Linked DNA regions of Zea mays: all the other regions are linked to region 1. The links are chromatin contacts, called in public Hi-C maps. All regions are on one chromosome and are shown on one strand. Each heading gives the region's core, a stretch centred on a gene start, on an enhancer-like site or on the middle of the called end of the contact. The rest is flanking DNA. Distances are from core to core; before and after follow the strand shown. Region 1 holds the start of LOC100272688. Region 2 holds the start of LOC100282355. Region 3 holds the start of LOC100284157 (EMB2752).

Region 1 (4,690 bases), core at 858-3,357:
TCAACACAAGATTGACAAACTAGATTCAGTATGGCAAATTTAACTCCTTTCATTTGTAATATATTAAATTTTAGAAATATTGCAAGGCAAATCTAAAAAAGGTTTAACTCGGGACAAACTTAGATGGACTTATATTTGATCAAATGTGTTATTTATGTAGCCAACTGGTAATTCCAATATTTCATTTGTGTGCTGCACTTCAACATGCCTCTAGGAAAGGATATATCACTTATCTAGTGTGTCAGGCATGCAGCCATGCATCTCCACTAACTAGTTACATTAAAAGAAACTATTGAGACAACCCTCAGCAGCATGAGAAAGACAGGAAAGGAAAACGCCATGCATGTGCATCATTGATCAAACTAATTTTTCATCATTCTCTAGTTACGAAACACTCTAGAGGAAACAGATATAAAAATGACAGCTTGAACTTCCTCTAATTCACAAACAAAGCCAAATGCAAAGCATGACTTGCCTGCAATGCTATACAGCTATTCACCTGTAAGGGCAGGGTTATTAGTATTAAACAGAAAATAAAACAAGTGTTAAGCACATAGCATTACAAAGCAATTCAAGTTGTCATACAAAGCACATGAGATTGCAAGCTCTAGAGAAAATCTTCGACACGGCACATAAATACATTATTACTGCTAAACCATGTGCAGAGAAAGTTGAATCTCACCTTCCACCATTGGATGAATTATTACTGTGCTGTTGCCTCAAACTTTTGAAGCATATCACAATGTGGTGTCTGGTATGACAAGCCCCATTGGCGACGCTGCAGCTCGACCCTACAATTCTGTGTGATTATGGAATAATAATCCCTCTCAACATGCCGCTCCACTGTTGCTCGCTCAGTGCTTTGGTGTGGATACTGCTCCTCAAAATTAGACATCTTGACATAGTATGGAACTCCACGGGGGGTTTGGAACTTATGCTCATAAGGGTAGGAACGAGAGAGCGAGTAGACAGGCTCCGAGGATGGCAGAAAGTTGAGCAACAGCAGCAGTAGGACAGGCAACAGCTGAATAAGCATCCTGACAGGTGAGCCACCAGTGCTTTGTGTGCCGTGGGCATGCATCCCACCAGTCCTGAAATGGAAAGTTCTAAACTGTCCAAACTGCCTGGTGGTGGCAGGCGCCATACCACCAAAGAAGAAGTTTCTGAATACCTCATCTGGGTCAAAGTCATCCTCGTAGAACTCATTGTATGCACGGGCAGTGGAGGCCCTCCTGTGGTGTGTTACTGGCTCATCCGAGCCAACAAGGTCGTAACGTTTGCGGCTCTCAGCATCTGTCAGGCACTGGAAGGCCTTGGAGACGGCCTTGAAGGCGTCCTCTGCGCCAGGGGCCTTGTTCTTATCGGGGTGCACCTTGAGCGAGAGCTTCCGGTAGGCCTTGCGCACGTCCTCGACACTGCAGTCCTTTTCCAGGCCGAGGATCTGGTAGTAGTCCCTGGTGTGCTTTTTGACCTGGCGCACGACCTCGAGTTGCTCTGCGGTGTACTCCCTGGCAGCAGGAGTCGCCTCCTCCTCCCTATTCTTGCCCTTGTGCTTCCTCTCTCTCAGCCCATCAGCCTCAACTGCCTCCGATGCCCCTGCTGCGGCAGTTTGCGGTGGTGAAGACGGCGGGGGCGAAGAAGCCTGGGAGTCGCCTTCGGGGTTGAGAAGGGAGGTGAGGAGGTCGTCGATGGGCAGCGAGGGGTCCAGGCGCTTTGCCTTGGACAGGAACTTGATGGCGCGCGCGCGGTCGCCGGCGTCGAGCGCGCCCTTGCCGATGCGCAGGCACTTGGCCGCGTCGTCCTTGTTGCCCTCCATTGCAGATCTGGCCGCCGCCGTCCCCGGCCGATCGAGCCGAGCAGGCGGGCGACCGAGATGAGCTCACGCAGCAGTGGCGCAAGGACCGGCCCCGATCGGATCTGATCGGCTCACCTCAACCCAACCTAAGACGATACAATCGACGCGGCGTGTATAGGAGGATCAGAAAGAGGAATCCGAGTTTGGGGTACGAACCGACTGCCTAAAGAAAGAGAACGTAGTCGATTACCGGCGAGGCGACGTGGAGAAGGGTTCAGGTGCGGCGGATCGCCGGAGCCGGGGGACGCAGGGAGGAGGGGGGAAGGGGATATGGCGAGCAACACCGTGCGACGACTCGACACCCGATTTCTTTTCGCTGGTTGGGTTTTCTCTTCCATATTTGTTGCCCTTTTTCCACGCGTTAAGGTCGGAGGAATACAACCACACGCAGCATTCCGAAACGGTCGCCGATGGTTCGATTTGATATTAATCCATTTATGTTAGTTGTGATTGAGTCGATTTAAGGCTCCTTTTGGTACTCTTGTCCTTAAAAAATAGCTTCCACTTTATTTAAAGAAAAAGCTTTAGAAAGAACATCACGTTTTGTTGAATAGCTCATCATATGGTTTTTCCTACGATATAGCACCGACTAGAGAAAAACATGGGCAGTTTGAAGCTCCTTTTTACTCTCGGCTCCTATTAATTTTTAGAGAAGCTTTTCTCTTTCTAGGAAGAGCCTATTCAGTGGCGGAGCTACTTTCCAGCCTGCCTAGGCACGTGCCCCGGCTTGGCTCCGCCGATTGCCACGTAAGGGTGGCGCGTGGGTCAGAGGCGGATGGCATGGAAAAAGATGCAGGGCACGCTTGCCTCTAATCTCTAGAGCTTTGATAGGACGTGGAGAGTGTTTGCCTATATAGCTTCAGTACCAATGTGTGGATTGTTGGGGACTTGTTCTCAAATGCTATGAGTTAAGAACAAGGCAACACAGAAAATGTTAATCGGTAAAGTCCTTCGTCCTTCGAAACATTATTTCCCTTAGGATATAATGATTTTCAGACGAAGGTTATGAAGGGCGTACCTTTATTAACACAGCATACAATGACGAAGAATGAATCATAAGGAGTATGAAGAATAATATAGACAATTATATATTATTATCAACTTATTTTTGCATTATTATTATGAAGAAACAGAAATGACATTGAATTACAAATGTACCTTCAGCTTGGAAGGGGATGAAAATACAGGTGTGACACAAAAGCAAATGCCAAATCAGCGTGAACAGTAAGGGGGTACTGTTCACCTATTTATAGGCACGGGACACAGCCCATACAAAATTACATTCATGCTCTTTACATTTGATAATAATTCTATAGTAATCCACCGAGGTCTGAATAGCCTTTTCATCTTTAAGTCGGTTTCATTTTCTGCTACCACGTCGAAGCTTTCCCGCTCACATCTTCGGCGCTGTATTAACCTTCGTATTATTTTGGGCTTCTCCTACTGTGATACCGACTCGAGTCCGAAGATACCTGTTCACACATTATACTCCAGAAATACTGTTAAATTCTGTTTTTGAGGACCTTCGTACGCCGAAGGTCCCCAACAGTAGCCTCTCGCAATATTAATTTGTTTAAAATAATAAATTTAGATTGCGACATGAACGAAGGCTTTAAGCCGAAGGTCCGAAAAAACATCTTCCCTTTGCTAGAATAGCAACATTCACTGACAGGCGGGGTCTTTCAATTTTCAACGCACTGGGCGTATAAATAAGATCATACCGCAAGCTCATTTGGCACGCTCTCTTGCCATCTGCTCCCGCTCATTCAATTTTTAGCTCTTGCGCACCAAGATTTGCTTAGCTTTTTAAGTTTTGAAGCTTCGGCATTGAAAACAGTTTTTTAGTGTTTCCGAAGATGTCTGAAGATAAGAAGGCTGCTGCTGAGATGAAGCTGAGTCTCGATGAAGAGAAGAATCTGGGGTTTCTTATAGCAATGTCGAAGACCAATACAGAAAAAATCACCAAAGAGATTTTAGAAGGTTTGTCTGAAGATACTGATGACAGCGACAGTTATGATGTGGATAGTGGTGGTGAAGACTCCGAAGATCGCCCTTGGCGACCAAGCCATGCGGTTTTCGGCAAATCAAGTATCAAAGAAAATCATCTTGTCAACATGAGAGGAAGGTATTTCCGGGACTTGTCCGTTGTTAGAGCCGATGAAGGAGAAAAGACTTGTCCGAACCCTGAAGAAAATGAAGTCGTAGTGTACTGAAGCTTTTTGAAAGCTGGACTTAGATTTCCCCTGAGCAACTTTGTCGTAGAGGTGCTGAAAATATTCGAAGTATATCTTCACCAACTTACCCCTGAAGCAATCATAAGGCTGAATATCTTCGTGTGGGCCGTGAGAAGCCAAGGTCTGGAGCCTGATGCGAAAAGTTTCTGCAATATACACGAATTATCATACGAGACAAAACCTTGGGGTAAGGAACAGTATCACAATAATTTTGGCTGCTACAATTTCGTTTCTCGGTCTGGGTCAAGCTGTCCCGTGCCAACCTTTCGGAAGAGATGGCCCGGCGACTGGATGACAGAATGGTTTTATGTGAAGAATGACCTGACAGTACGGGAAGATATCAAAGGTATAATTATGCGCCCTATTTAGCAAAGCTTCGGCCTGCGGAGGCCGAAGGTTGAAATGAATGAAGCTGCCGAAGAATGCCAGAGAGCCTTCGGTGTTATTTGTTCTTTTATTGGAACAAGAGATTTGGTACAAGAGCATATTGCCTTCAGAGTATGGCCGCTCGCGGAAAAATGGGAAATGCCGCAAGAAACCATAAAGGAGGCTGACGAAGGTGGACTTATCAGGCTGAAGTATACTTTCAAGTTCGGAGATA
Region 2 (4,690 bases), core at 584-3,083, 620 kb after region 1:
CACACACATACAGAGGACAATAACATCACGCGACAGCACACGGCGGCTCTCGTCGGACAGGCAGGCAGGCGTCATCAGTGGCGCAGGTTGCCGAGGAGGAGCGCGACGGCCGGGCAGAGGGCGGCGGCCAAGAGCGACGAGGAGACGGCCGCGGCGCCGGAGGCCGGGCTCGGCGCGGGGGCCTCGGCGGCGAGGGCGGCGCCGGCGAAGGAGGACACGGCGACGGCCACGACGACGACGGCGGCGCGCAGTATCTTGGAGGAGGCCATGACGGGGGTTTGCCTGTGCTGGCTTTTGAGCTGCGGTGAGCCGTGAGCTCGAGCTCGTAGGGAAATTGCGAATGAGAGTGAGTGAGGTCGGAGGCGGTGAGAGCGCGTGTTTATAGGCGAGCGGCGGAGGGTTGGGGCCTCACGTTCACAGTCTGGCCTATTCGCTACGTATTTCCCATCGGCCAGCTCATAATTTAGTGCCACCCCATAATTAGCTTAAAGCTAGGAGACTGCTGGTCCTCAGTGACATATATAGAACCAATCTACAATTAGCAGATTTCTGATTTTTCATAATCCAGATTTGGGGGACTTGCTTCTTTACCGTTTTTCTTTTTAATAATTGGCAGCCAATGCGACTATGCAAGAAACAAAGTGAAAGTGCAGGATGCTCTGCACAACAGGCAGCAGTACACCTCATCTGAGAACTACAGATTAGCTGCTGATGATACCGATGTATTCCAGCAAAGCACAGATCAGCAGGGTTCTATTCTAGGCTGCAGCAGTACAGTCTGGCTCGATGAAACAAACCACTGCATGCACATCGATATACCCGACGGCCCAAGGGGATATGGCTGACAGTTTTGCTTATTTGGAAAAGTCCAGTCTGCTCAACGATGAAAGGGCACAGACAGCACGGTGTCACAAAGACGGTTAGATAGAGACGGCACGGTCGCTTTGCAGTCACACACACACATACAGGTATTTACTTGAAGCCACAGGCACCATAATTACCGCAAGTGCACCTGAAGCTTCAGAAAACGACAGCCACCTATCATCTGCCAATTCGTTGGCTTTGGCTGTGTGTATTATTGGCTTCTTCTGGACTTTGCGCACGCTGTCAGCTAAGATTCTCCTTAGCTGTGTGTTGTTCAGTGGCAACCGAAACCAACTGGACCTGGCTCCCTCCCGGTGATGATTGTTGGACACATCACACATATGTCCCTGTGGGCTGTGTGGTGGACATTTCAGTGTTTCGTGCATGCAAGTTTGGCTGGCTGGATGTGCTTAAAAAGAAAGAACGACGGGCAGGATGAGTTGTTCGCTCTCGCCAATGATGCTATCAGCTCAATGGCGTATTGTTCTCCAGTTCCATGATCGTCCACCAGACCTTTCATGCCCGTCCCTTTACTGACAAAGCATAGCTAGCTTGACTGGGAGAGAAAAAATGTTCTTGAGTCACCATCGTTTTCTGTTTTTCGAGTCACCATCTGATGTAAGTAAAGGTACCAAGACCTTGTGAGCTTGGAGTCTAAGGGAGCACTGCGACCGTTGTTAGATCTTCCATTTTTCTTGAAGGTAAGGTAACTTCAACTCATAGACAGTTTACTCAATCTAATTACATAGAAAAAAAATTCCAGGGACATTGCTGCTAAAACCGAACCGAGGATTATCCACAGTTTCAAAGATTATCCTACGAAACTTCCAGATCAAGAACAGAGCGCTCTTTGTGCAATATGCTTATCGTTCCAGAAAAGCAGTGTACTCATCCCCTAGCCCCCCTCCTTAGGGCATCTAATTCTTTTGTCCCCAGCTATCCGTCCCATCCTGCTGCACCTTTTGTTTTGCTGGGCAATTTCTTCAGTACCTCTTGTCTATCTATTAAGCACCCTTGCTCTTCAAGGAACTTTGGCTGCAAAACCTAACCACTTGTGCATTCTCTCAAGACCCCCCTGGAAGGGAAGGAAACATGGTGCACACATGGACTTCACTAGTGTTCTGTTCGTTTGCTTTTTGTTCCTGCGCGCCGTTAGGAATTTCGCGTCTTTCTCGCATGCCTCTCTGTTCAGACATAAACTGCTGAAACTTTTTTTCTTTCGTTCTTTCATTGGTTTGAAAAGAGAGGAACTAACTAGGGCGTGTGGTTGAAAGCATACAGGATTTCCGAAATGGGGAATGTCTGAATTTAAAAAAAAACTGCATGTCTTTTTTTTTGGGGCAGCAGCAATCGCAGAGGAAGATGGTGGTGTCGAAGAAGAAGCTGATCAAGGTCGGCCCATGGGGCGGCGCCGGGGGACACCCGTGGGACGACGGCGGCTACTCCGGGATCCGCAGCATCACCATGTCCTACGACCGGTTCATGGAGTCCATCAGCGTGGAGTACGACAGGGACGGCATGCCCGTCACTGGGGAGCGGCACGGAGGAGCCGCCGCCAGCCACACGACCCAGGCACGTCCGCCGCCAAACCAATCACCCCCGTCAGTCACGATCAGTGACACGGCTCCTTCCGCTGGGTGGTTTCTGAACCGTGCGCGCGTACGTACACAGATCAAGCTGGGCTACCCGGACGAGTACCTGACAACGGTGAGCGGGCACTACGCGCCGATCGCGCCCGGCGGCTCGCCGGTCATCCGCTCGCTGGCGTTCCGGACCAACCAGGGGGCGTACGGGCCGTTCGGCGTGGCGGAGGGCACGCCCTTCGAGTTCCCGGTGGACGGCGGCGTCATCGTCGGCTTCTGCGGGAGGAGCGGGTGGCAGCTCGACGCCGTCGGCCTCTACGTCGCGCCGCTGCGCCCGGAGACCGTGTACGACAGGGTGCACAAGCTTGGCCTCACGGCTTACCGCGCAGTTTGGCAGCGGATCGGGTCCCAGCAGCAGCAGCAAGAACCGGTGAAACTGCTGAACGGCAACGCGCAGATTACTCACAAGATGTAACCAACTGCCAGGATGCCAACCATGACTATCTATATTCTGCAGTCCGAATGTATCCAGCTAGCGTATGGATCTAATGTACCTGTACCTCATCCTGATTTGAACACTTCAGCGTATGAATCTAAACATGCAGCAAACAGTCCTGCGACGGGACTTGGCTGCTGGCCACGTCTAACAGCAATAGTTGGTATTTTCATTCCTAAGCCACAATGGGCCTGTCGGTTGTCTCCATTTTTAAATAAATTAAATTTATTTAATACACAAATTTCATGTTAATCTGTCATTAGAAAAGACTAATGGTTGCACCGAGGCTGTCTTTAACAAAACGGCCAATTCCTTCATATGTCGGGATAAATTTATTTAATAGACACTAATTACATGTTAATCTCATTAGAAAAGACGGTTGCACCGACAGAGGCTGGCCTTAGAGAAACGGCTAATTCCTATCGAGCTGAAGAGGCTGACCAGGCAACCAACCAGAACGCTGAAGAGGCTGATAGGCAACCAACCAGAACGTGAGCCTCGCCAGACAATATGCAGGCAACCACAGTCCACAGGCAACCAAAAGCACCCAATAAGAAGCTAGACATACATGTTCCAGAACCCAACAAAAATCAGGGGTAATCCCGGCCAGCCAGCTTGCAAACAAAGCAGCAATCAAGTGCCAAGCAATCTTTGTCATGGAATTCTTGCTATAGAATGACAAACGGCAACATCTTAACACGATTTGCTCTAGTTCTAACAAGTCTCAAAACTGTTGGAGACATTGGATAAATATAAGCTGAGACTATGGGCACCAACGACAGAACACAGGCTTAGTGCGTAGGCTGCCTGTTCTTCTTCTTGACACCAGACTTGGCAACCTGGAGGCTGCGGTACACAGAGCTCAGCCTACCAAGGGCCGACTTGGTCAGATCAGGCCTGTAATAGTTGTCGCCAACCTGCAGCACAAACAAAAGGCAAATTAGAAACCGAAGCACTGTACATTATTAGTGTTCATTCTAAACGAAAAGCAGGAAACCAATGATACAAGACTTAAATATCCTGCAAGGTCAGCTCAGAAGCCAAGCGTATCAGCTTATATTTCATTGAAGGAACCAATTGATCGGTTGGTTTTCTTAAAAGTTATGGCTCATCACAGCTAAACCATGCACTAGCAATGGAACCCAAAAATATAAAAGAGAAGAGAATCTACCTAACAAGAGAAACCGGCACAGGACCATTCAAGCAACACAACAGAACAAATATCTTACAAACGAACACATAATGTTAGAAGTAATACTAAATAAAGAGTATGAAACAATATGCAGCTCAGAAGCCAAGCGTATCAGCTTATATTTCATTGAAGGAACCAATTGATCGGTTGGTTTTCTTAAAAGTTATGGCTCATCACAGCTAAACCTTGCACTAGCAATGGAACCCAAAAATATAAAAGAGAAGAGAGTCTACCTAACAAGAGAAACCAGCACAGGACCATTCAAGCAACACAACAGAACAAATATCTTACAAACGAACACATAATGTTAGAAGTAATACTAAATAAAGAGTATGAAACCAATATGCAGCTCAGAAGCCAAGCGTATCAGCTTATATTTCATTGAAGAACCAGTTGATCAGTTGGTTGTTCTTACTTGTTATGGCTCATCACAGCAACGAATTAACATGGACCAAGTGTGCAAACAGTATCCAACACATAAAGTCCAACAGCAACAAATCAACAAATAAATGCCAAAACAATACCCAGCTATAGATGGCCATTTGGCACTAACAC
Region 3 (4,690 bases), core at 1,370-3,869, 510 kb after region 1:
TGACGACGGCGGCTCTCAGCTCCCTTACGGAAGCAGGGGGACGTCAGCAAGGACTCAACCGCTTCGACAGCTGTCCCTCCACCAGGCTCCGTTGCTCCTCCGACAGCCACGACATCACGCCAGCTGGGTGCCAAGATCTCTCCGGCTGCCACATTGGCATGTACTTAGGGCGCTAGCTCTCCCTCCGCTAGACACGTAGCACTCTGCTACACCCCCATTGTACACCTGGATCCTCTCCTTACGCCTATAAAAGGAAGGACCAGGGCCTTCTTAGAGAAGGTTGGCCGCGCGGGGACGAGGACGGGGCAGGCGCTCTCTTGGGGCCGCTCGCTTCCCTCACCCGCATGGACGCTTGTAACCCCCTACTGCAAGCGCACCCGACCTGGGCGCGGGACGAACACGAAGGCCGCGGGATTTCCACCTCTCTCACGCCCGTCTCCGGCCGCCTCGCTTCCCCCCTTCGCGCTCGCCCACGCGCTCGACCCATCTGGGCTGGGGCACGCGACACACTCACTCGTCGGCTCAGGGACCCCCCGGTCTCGAAACGCCGACAAAACAGGCAGTTCCATCTTAAGCCCAGGACGGCGAGGAAAAACAATGCGGACTAGTGTTGGAGCAGAGCGCACCAAGAACTGGTAGATGCTCATGCTGGCGTCGACGACGATTTTGCGACTGAAGTAGCTCTTGAACTTTTGCTCCTTCATCAGCTTGGACGCATTGTCCGCCAGCAGTTTCGTTAAACCCTAAACACGTCGAAGACGCAAAAAGAGGCAGAAACCGTCAACTGATTCGCCATCAGACGACATGTTGGCATCAACCCGAAAATCCAAACTTTAATGTCTTGGTCGTTTGTGTCGGATTGCACCCAGAATCGTTCCAGCTAATCAAAGTTTATATAAATTAGAGAAGCAATCCGGTTAGGAATCGTTCCAACCCACCAATCCGGCACAAACGAACAAAGCCTAAAGGAAAGTAGAGGGAGGACGGACCCACCCACCCCCGGCACTCACCTTGATGCAGGGGCGAAACCAGCATTTGAAACTGAGAGATCTGAGAGGGGCTGTTAGGAGGTATTTTATATTATTTATATGGTGATTAGCTAAAAAGTTAGTAGATTTTATGGAATTTGGAGAGGATTAGGGGTGACATTGCCCCCCTCTACCCTCCATGGAATTGCCTCTGCCTTGATGCCCATCTCGTCTGCGGCGGGCGGAGGAGGAGCCGGAGTGGCGCATGAAACCGCGAGTTGTTTCTGTTTTTTTCTTCATCGTCACTTTCGACTGGCTGTTTTTTTGTGCGTGTTTTCGCGGCGCGGTGGTCAAGTGGAGACTGCACACTTGGGTTGGGCTGTAAGGCAGGGCAACAACGGTTATGCAAACAGTTCTTCTGTGCAAGCGTGCAAGCAAACCATATGATCCATTAGATTACGATCCAACCACAGATACAACCATGATTTGTTAGGGGTTTTCTTATAAAGATTATTGAGCTGGTGGTGGAAGGGTTTAAGTGTTAAATGTGACCTACGGTTAGATCACGATCTAATAGATCAGATGATTTGCTTGCACGCTTGCACAGAAGGACTGCTTGCATAGCAGTCGTTGCCGTAAGGCAGCCCTGTCCACTAAATTTTATCCCATAAATTAATATTCTATATCTTTTATATTATAATATAAAAAAATTGTCTTCTATATCTTCTCCATCTTCAGCAACGTCTACTAAATTTAGTCCTCTATATCTACAGTGCTACCAGATTTAACAATACATATTAGTTTTTCACCGCTTAAAAAATAGTTCAGATGTCGCGAAATTAAAATACGCTATAGTACATATTAACTTTGTGGTGAAAATAAAATTATTACATATTTAAGCAAATAATGTACCAGACATTTGTATTGGTGCAAATAATATAAAAAGCTAACCGACTCAATTTTCTAAAATAAATCCGTATTGGACAAAACATCGTTCATGTGTATATTGCTTGTCAGACATTTCGTCGATCAGGAATAAGGCGTCCACGATTTCCATGCCAAGCCATGGACGTGATGCGCAGTATGCAACAGCACCAGAAGCACGACGAGGTAGACGACCAACCTCCGGTCTCTCCTCCTCTGTCTTCCTCTTTCCTTGTGTACTCCCTCTCGGCTATGCTGCCCCGCTGTACGCGCTGCTCGGACTACGGCGACGAGACAACTTCTTCTGCTCCGCGGGAGAGGGCAGCGACGAGGACGACGGCGAGGCAGTTGAGCTCACCATCGCTGAGAGCTACGACGACGTTGACTAGAGCAGAGGATGCTTGGAGCTCATGTACTGTGAGGCGACCTCGTGGGACTTGGGTGGGGAGGAGTGATGGCGGAGGATCTCGATGACGAGCACGATGAAGTCAAACGCGGGAGTGAGCGCGACGCGATGGATAGTGATCAACAGCGAGTCCGTTAAAAATAGCGGACGATGAATATACCCTAAATTTTACCAGATGATATAGTGGTTGTTGTTAGAGACGTGCCGAACATCTTCGTCCCCGTACATGAGAGATTTTTAGGTCTTGTTAGAGAGAGTCTAACGGGCCACGTGGGCCCGCACGACCCAACTATTGAATACAATGAACAAACGCGTCGGCCCATTGCGAAGCCTCACGTCTCCAGCACCGGGCCACCGGCGGCGAGGTCGCGCGAGCGCAGGCAGGGGTGGTACTGGGAGGGGAGGAGGGGAAGAAGGAGGTGACTGCGATGTCGAGCCGGTTCTGGAGGTGGTACGCGGACCGGCAGTTCCACAAGTGGGAGAAGACGGTGCTGTGGGACATGGTGGAGCCCTACCGCCCGCCGCGCTCCTTCGCGCCACTCGTCGGCACCTACGTCGCCGCCTTCTACACCGGCGTCGTCGGGGCCGCCGTCACCGAGCAGCTCTACAAGGTCTGCCAACCTCAGCGCCTTGACCCTCCTTGCCCTTGTTCCTCTCCCGCCGGCCACAGGTACTGCAGCGCCTGCCAGGTGCTCGTTGGAATGCTTGCCCGAGAAACTGCGCCAGCCGCCGCGGATCTCCCGCTCGCTTGCCTCGCACATAGGGACCCTGACCCCTGTGTGATAGTTCAAAATTTTCAGCCCCTTCGCATGATTTCGCGGCATTCGGTGCCTGAATTCATCTGCTCATTGCATCTGCAGAGCTTCTGTTCTGTTGTGATTCACTGGAAAACATCAGATTTGTTCGGAGCATTTCGAGAATTCGGGCTGTGCTTCATTGACCTCGCTAGGCAAGCTAAACTGACTCGTTTTTGCTGAAAATCGCAGGAGAAGTACTGGGAGGATCACCCCGGCGAGGCGGTGCCGATCATGCCGCCCAAGTTCTACTGGGGGCCTTGGAGGGTGATGAACGGAGAAGTTCCGCGCTTCATTCAGCCGCCCGACGAGGCCAAGACGGCGTAGGAGCTTCGAGCTTGCTTCAAAACTTTTCAGAAGAAGCATGTATCTGGTCTCGATCGAAAAAAAGAAATTGGAGCCCTGCTTTTGTGCCTCTCCCACTCTCCTGGTTGTACGCCTGTACCTGTCTGTCTGGAATACACGAGTAAGATAAGATCAGGAGAACTGAAGACCTCAAATAAAGAAAAAAATCAGAAAACGTTGGCATGGATACCTACTACCCTACCCTAGCTAGATTCTAGCTCCCATTCTGTTCTATTGCTTGAGTATTGTTGCACGTCTCCACAATATTCTGTCGTTCTAACTTCCAGGCAAACATGCTGCCGATTGATGATCATATCTGAATAGAATATAAAGATAGCTCAAATATGATCGTGTTTTTCATGTGTGTTATTTTCCAAATAAACAATACAATCTCCATTCACCTTTAAGCACACAACCGCGGACTCGAACTAGGCTCACCGGAGTTGAAGAAACCCTGTAAGCACACAACCGCGTGGTGGATCTCGCGGCCGACTGCACTGGGAGGTGGCCGGCGCGGCGCAGCGCTGGCGGCATGCTCTGGGCGAGTTGAAGCTTTTGGGCTGGGCTAATTTCGGTTCTTTTTGACGTTCGGGTACCGGGCTGGTACTGGGAGTCAGTACCCAAATGGAGGGCATCAGACAAACAAACAGAACCTTTAAAGTGCCAGACCGCCGCATCCGCCGCCACTAGCGGAGACTGCCCCGCCGCGCTTTCTCCAAGTTCAGCTGACGGCCGCCGTGCCTACTCCAGGCCCCGCCGACGCCCTGTGAAGAAGACCCTGGTTGCGCTGGCGCCCATCGCGAGCAAGAAGCTCTGAAACTCGACGGCGGAGCCTCAAGCTCGTGCGCCGAAGTTCATTCTTTCGCCCTGTAGAAACAAAGGGCAGGTACTTTTCAATCATCTGCTCTGCTTGTTCAGTGCTTGGTAACTTTTATAGCCTATTTGATGAGTCCCAATGACCATTAAAGTAATTAGGTTCGTTAATCGTTAGAATCATGAAATGTCATAGTAAGCCTTTTTTATGTATCTCTTTTCAGGAAATGCACTGTGTACCACTGATCAGCACATTATTTTAGAACTATTTACAACAAATTATACAACTTTTGAACTTATTTTTATTGAGATGTTATTAGACCTTATATATAACATGCTTTTCATTATATTATATATGTTTGAATACTGAATTTCATGGTATTTTTTTTTAACTTGTATACCATATTGTGTATTTACTTAATTGCATATTATAGAAATTG

What was found. Hi-C and Micro-C count contacts between places; a contact is called where the count stands out from the background.
Region 2: a Hi-C map of tassel shows a contact between it and region 1, with 3 times the contacts expected there. The contact joins the promoter of LOC100282355 here to the promoter of LOC100272688 in region 1. A contact is called at or near these places in 3 of 25 Hi-C or Micro-C datasets (ear, leaf mesophyll and tassel).
Region 3: a contact with region 1 is called in a Hi-C map of tassel, with 7 times the contacts expected there. The contact joins the promoter of LOC100284157 here to the promoter of LOC100272688 in region 1. A contact is called at or near these places in 2 of 25 Hi-C or Micro-C datasets (bundle sheath and tassel).

Annotation. Positions count from the first base shown.
Region 1 is chr8:63,104,382-63,109,071 of Zm-B73-REFERENCE-NAM-5.0, forward strand. It overlaps LOC100272688, which reads right to left and starts at 2,108. Exons shown (of 2, transcript NM_001147144.1): 1 at 683-2,108. The coding sequence starts at 1,816. The coding sequence ends at 704.
Region 2 is chr8:63,726,984-63,731,673 of Zm-B73-REFERENCE-NAM-5.0, forward strand. LOC100282355 reads left to right here and starts at 1,834. Exons shown (of 3, transcript NM_001371853.1): 1 at 1,834-1,959; 2 at 2,209-2,436; 3 at 2,536-3,045. The coding sequence starts at 1,957. The coding sequence ends at 2,922. LOC100281129 (60S ribosomal protein L28-like) reads right to left here. Exons shown (of 4, transcript NM_001371852.1): 4 at 3,495-3,860. The coding sequence ends at 3,735. It overlaps LOC111590092 (small nucleolar RNA R24), which reads right to left and starts at 4,064; the gene lies at 3,972-4,064. LOC111590094 (small nucleolar RNA R24) reads right to left here and starts at 4,318; the gene lies at 4,226-4,318. It also overlaps LOC111590093.
Region 3 is chr8:63,616,086-63,620,775 of Zm-B73-REFERENCE-NAM-5.0, forward strand. LOC100284157 (EMB2752) reads left to right here and starts at 2,620. Exons shown (of 2, transcript NM_001157054.1): 1 at 2,620-2,909; 2 at 3,285-3,626. The coding sequence starts at 2,727. The coding sequence ends at 3,419. LOC100383422 (phosphoribosylamine--glycine ligase) reads left to right here and starts at 4,061. Exons shown (of 5, transcript NM_001176074.1): 1 at 4,061-4,323; 2 at 4,685-4,690.